Linked DNA regions of Triticum aestivum: region 2 is linked to region 1. A link is a contact called in public Hi-C data. All regions are on one chromosome and are shown on one strand. Each heading gives the region's core, a stretch centred on a gene start, on an enhancer-like site or on the middle of the called end of the contact. The rest is flanking DNA. Distances are from core to core; before and after follow the strand shown. Region 1 holds the start of LOC123056883. Region 2 holds the start of LOC123060964 (ABC transporter F family member 4).

Region 1 (2,700 bases), core at 109-2,608:
CCCACAACCTCCTCGCTGCAAGTTATTTGCGCTAACCACTACACCATCACGGCGCTTGGGTATAGCGACTTCCTTTATTATATTTCTATACATATAGGAAATGTCCTATGTGTTCCTTTTTTTTCTTTTCATTTTTGGTTCCTGTTTATTTTCTTAAATTCATGAACTTTTCTAAAATAAAAGTTTTTTTAAAATAGTTGATGAACTTTTTCAATTTCGATGAACCTTTTTCAAGTTCGATGAGTTTTTTTTCAAAAACATCAAACGGCACCAAGTATATATATATAGCTCCTATTGATCATAAATGGTTGAGACAAAAGATGCATCTCCTAGGGAAGACCAGAATACGTGGGAAGAATAGAGTGCGGCGTGAGAGCGGTCACCGCCGGGGTACCATGTTCCTCCATGCTATACACATGCTCCACATCCTCGGTTGCAGCAATCATCACATTCGTTCCCCCAGCCTCCGGGTCCGGCCGGTAGAACATCACCACGTCGGTGGAGAGCGTCACGGACTCAGGTAACGCATGTTCGTGTATAATCGGGGGGTTTACGGCCCAAGTCCCATCCAGCGCCGCCGCCGTCAGCCTGCCCCACATCTCCAACCGCGACCATGGTAACGGCAAGACGTTTTTTGGGCCTTGGTCGTCAAGCTCGGGCAGCGACCAGAACAGCGCGCGGTAAGGACCGCCGTCGTAAAAGGACGGCGTTCCCGCCTCCGGATGTCCGCAGGTGAAGGGGAGCTGTTGGTCGGCGTCAACGGTGGCGCTGTGCTCGGAGCCACTTTGCGAGGACGGCCGGATGTGCACTATGAGCTCATCGCCGACGCATTCCGGCACAAAGACGTGGCCTTCGGGCACCGGGATGAACCTCCATGGCTTGTGTGGTTCCGCTGATTCGTCTCGCTGATCAGGTATCGGTGCATCCTCCGGCTCCGGGTCATCACAAATGCTGGGAAACTCGTGATCCTGCCATGAGGTGATCACGATTCACGAGCGAAGCAAACTCAAAGTAAGTGTACAACCAAGCAACGGTGGAAGCAGTATGCGTGCTGTGCTAAAGTCATCACGTACACTGACTTTCTGATGTCTTCCTTTGTCTGTAAAAAACTAAAAATTAGAGGGAACAGCGTGGTATCCTTACCATGGTTACACCTTGCGATGGCTGGAGATCATCTTCCGCTGCGATGTTGAATTCAGAATTTGGCGTGCCGTCGGCTTTGGTGACTTTGTTGGTCATCAGCTTTATTTCATCGGAAGTAGGTGGCGTTTGGTTCAAAGGATAACCATCCAGGGAATAGGGATAGCCAGTTTTAGAGGGGATACCACTCGTTTGGTTTGTGAGCGAAGATGGCTGAGGATAACCAGATACCTGGGAATATTCCATCAAAAGCTGGCTGAGGGGAGCCGCGAAATTATGGCGGATGGTGGCAACCACCCACGCGCGATGCCCTGGAGATATCATTCTTCAGACTAGTATTTTTGCATCTAGCTGTGACATGACATGGCAAGATCGACTTCGAATTGGCCATTAGATACATCTTCTAATCTGCTGATGTATAGCTTGTATTTTTTTGTCAGATTGGAGTGTACGCATTTGGTTGTACAGATGGATATGTTTGGACCATGAAGTTACAAATCCAATGCATTTTTTCTATAGTGTCGTTGACCATTCAAATATATATATATATATGTTTTAATTCTAAAAAAATTGATATATATGTTTTGTATAATTAGTTTATATTTACAAAAAAGAACTCAAATTATAAGATATCCATCTTCCATCCTTCTTACCAAACATAAAATTGGTTACCCTTAACCACCTCTCAATTTGCAACCAAACACGAGAATAAGGATATCCCCAACCACGTGGTTAGGTATATCCTTAGCCAGCTAACCTTGCCCACGAACCAAACGCCCCCGTATTGGACAACATACTTGCTATGTTGTTCATCATCTCGATGTGGTGTTTTTCTTGGTTCTCTAAATACAGGCAACCGATCACAAATTTAGTAAGATGGCGATCTTCAAAAAACAGCTATTGCACCTTGCTGCGTTAATTAATTGTATATATGTTGGCGTAATATGCAATAATTTGGATATACAATTGATGGATTTAACGTAGAATAATGATTAATTTCTGGCTCGACGCTTACGGATAATTTGCTCCATGCGCGCGAGCTTCGCCTCCGTGTTGTGGAGGTGCACCGCGAGGTCCCTGCTGGTGGTGAAGGACGAGAGAAGGACCGCCGCGTGAAGGCACAACGCGACGGCGAGCGCCACGTGTTTGGCTCTTCGGCCAATGGTAACGATGAGAAGGTGGCGCCAGCGGGCGTCGGAGGCACCCACCAATCGATGTCCAGCGAGCAGGTTGGCCACGACGGTGGCGAGTAGACCTGGCCATCCTCCGGGCCGGGCCAGGCTTCGGGCCGGGCCTGACCAAGCCCAAGGTAGAAAACTCAGGCCCGAGCCCAGCCCGGCCGTCGGGCCTAGTTTTCAGGCCCGAGCCCGACCCATCACAGCAAAAAACACGTCGGGCCTCGGGCCTCAGGCCAGGCCTCTTCAGTAAATGGCATAAACAGCAGGCCCAGGCCCGGCCCGACCTAGTCCTCGGGCTCAAAACCTAGGCCCAGGCCCGGCCCGGGAGCAGGGTTGGGCCAGGCTTTTTCGGGCCGGGCTGTTCGGGCCGGGCGGCCCATGG
Region 2 (2,832 bases), core at 56-2,555, 970 kb before region 1:
TATACGTGCTTGATATCGAGGCAGGGGAAGGGATTATATCGCCTCACCGTTGGCCTTGCAACATGCGAGAAGAGCTTCGACGAGTTGTGTTGTCGGCTTGCAATGTCGTGGCCATGCAGACGCCGATCAGAGCTCACAGGAGTTATCAAAGTGGCTTGCAGCGGCCGCACTTGTGCTTCATCTGGAGGCAGAGGAAATAGATTGTAGCATTGTGCGTTGGTCCCTCGAGCAGGATGACTAGAGTTCATCAGAGTTGCGATGTTGACTTTGCAGTAGCAGCACGAGTGCTTGATCTAAAGACGAAAAAGGGAGATGGGAGAGAGACAAAGAGAGGAGATGAAGACGATGCGGGTGCGAGTGATGCTTGTTCAGATGGGGTGTCGCGCGTGGGGCTGGATGTAGGGATGGCAATGAGTACCCATTACCCATGTATCTGACAGGTAAAAACCCTATTAGGATAAGGGTATGAGACAGAAAGTTACCCATGAGTATATAAATAGGAATTCTCAAATCCACCGGGTAGAGCGGGTATGGGCATGAGATCGTATAACCCACACCCGTATACCTAATGTACCCATATAAAATCTCACAAGTATGACCAAGTTACCTCTACACTTTGTCATCAGTTTATGAACTTAAAATGTACAACTACGTGTTGTTTGTTTATTGTTGTTTTGATATGTTTTTCTGTATGAGAAAGTAATGTTGTTTATTGGAATGTGTTGTTTTTTATGATGTGATGTTTTTTATAAGTATATACTCCTTTTATGATGTGTTGGTGTGCGTAAATTATGATTATATGTTGTTTAGGACTATGTGCCGCTCAAATTGATGCTTTGCAAACATGGGTATTTGTATCCGTGGGTACCTGACTACTCTGTCGGGTGACGAATATAGAAAAAAAATTGTATGTTTTGACGCGTATAGATATGAATGATGGGTAAGCTGAAGGACGGGTAAATGTTTGGGGTGGTTTCACCCATATCACAACCCGATCAACGCGTGCACATGATCAATCAGTTGCGTTTAATTATTATTTTTATTCCATACTTTTCTCCTTTTTCGAGGGAATTTCCGTATTTATTTTATCAAATCCTATATATTTTAAAATTTTGGTTTTAATCAGGCTTGGTCCAAAATCTGAGCCCGGGCTGCCCGTACCCGACGGGGTCGACCCAATTAAAATGTTCGGCCTGTCTCAGAAAAAGAGCTAAAATGTTCGGCCTAGTGGGCCTGGAAAAGTTTCTTCAGTGGCATTTTCGTAGTTTTTTGCGGTTCTGGCAAAAGCTCCAAAAGCTCAAACCCCTCTCTCCTCCCCCCACGAAATTCGAAATTTCCCCACTTTCACTCCCCCAAACCCCCAAATGGCCGCTCCGCCGCCGGTGCTCACCCTGGCGGTGGAGAAGGGTCCGCGCAAGGGAGAGATCTGCCAGTGCAGCGCTGGATCCGTGCTCCGTGTCGGGCGCGTCATCAAAGGCAACCACTTTGCCGTGCGCGATAAGGGCGCGTCGCAGCAACATCTCTCCATCGAGTTCCTCCCGCCGCCCGCCGCCGGATGGGTCGCCTCCGATCTGGGATCCTCCAACGGCTCCTTCCTCAACGATGTGCCCCTCGAGCCCTTTGTTCCCACCCCGCTTTCCCATGGGAACCTGATCAAGATCGGCGAGTCCACCGTGCTCGCCGTGTCCATCCCCTCCAATTCGGATCTGAGCACCGCCACCGCTGCCGACCCCGGAACTAGGTGCTCCTCGCGCTATGCGGCAGAGACGGCGGCGGTGGAGGAGGAGAAGCCCCCTGCGGCGACCCGCCGGGGCACACGGAAGAAGGCAGCGGTGGCGGCGATCCCCGAGGTGGAGAATGAAGTGCCGGACGCGGCGGTAGTGGTAGTGGAGGAGGAGAAGCCCCGCCGGGGCGGACGTAGGAAGGTGGCTGCAGTGGCTCCCCCTGAACAGACGGAAGAGGGGGAGAAGGAGGCCCCGGTGGGGAGGCGCCGTGGTGGACGGAAGAAGGCCGCGGAGCCCTCTGAACCGGAGAAGGGAGAGGAGAAGGAGGAGGCCCCGCTGGCGCCGCCTGTTGGCGGGCGGAAGAAGACCACAGCAGCTGCTGAGCCGGAGAAAGGAGACGAGGAGGAGGAAGAGGGGAAGAAGGAGGCCCCGAAGGGGAGGCGCCGTGGTGGACGGAAGAAGGCCGCGGAGCCCTCTGAACCGGAGAAGGAGGAGGCCCCGCTGGCGCCGCGTGCTGGCGGGCGGAAGAAGACCACAGCAGCTGCTGAGTCGGAGAAAGGAGATGAGGAGGAGGAAGCCCTGCTGGTGACGCGGAAGGAGGATACGGAGCCTCCTGAACTGGAGAAGGAAGACGATGTGGAGGCCCAGATGATTACACGCCGTGGGAGGAAGAAGAATGCTCCGACGGTCGCCCCTCCACCACAGCCTCTGAAGACGGGGTCCAGAGGGGGCCAGGGAAGGTTCACAAGAGCGGCTAGTACAAGGAAGGCCGTTCTAGAGGACGAGGAAGTGGAGGAAGAGGAGGAACATGAGGTGGCTGCGCCTAGAGATCAGCCTGGCAATCTGTCGACTTCCACAGCGGTAAAGGATGGTGAAGAGGAGGAGAAGGGGGAGGAAGAGAAGGGGGATAAGGTGGCAGCTGACGATGGAGAAATCGAGGTGGCTGCAAAGGCATTGGAGGAGGAAGTCCCCAAGGGGCCGGCTTCTGCTCAGTGTGCTGCTTCTGACAATGAGGGTGATGGGGAAAGGGGTGGCGGAGAAGAGGAAGATGATGGCAATGGGGATTTGCTTGGCAGTAGAGGAGAGGCTTCTGCTCAGTGTGCTGCTT

The links. Hi-C and Micro-C count contacts between places; a contact is called where the count stands out from the background.
Region 2: a contact with region 1 is called in a Hi-C map of leaf, with 3 times the contacts expected there. The contact joins the promoter of LOC123060964 here to the promoter of LOC123056883 in region 1. A contact is called at or near these places in 2 of 5 Hi-C or Micro-C datasets (both in leaf).

Annotation. Positions count from the first base shown.
Region 1 is chr3A:203,644,727-203,647,426 of IWGSC CS RefSeq v2.1, reverse strand. LOC123056883 reads right to left here and starts at 1,358. Exons shown (of 2, transcript XM_044480119.1): 1 at 1,144-1,358; 2 at 330-968. The coding sequence starts at 1,239. The coding sequence ends at 330.
Region 2 is chr3A:204,611,451-204,614,282 of IWGSC CS RefSeq v2.1, reverse strand. It overlaps LOC123060964 (ABC transporter F family member 4), which reads left to right and starts at 1,305. Exons shown (of 3, transcript XM_044483834.1): 1 at 1,305-2,832. The coding sequence starts at 1,365.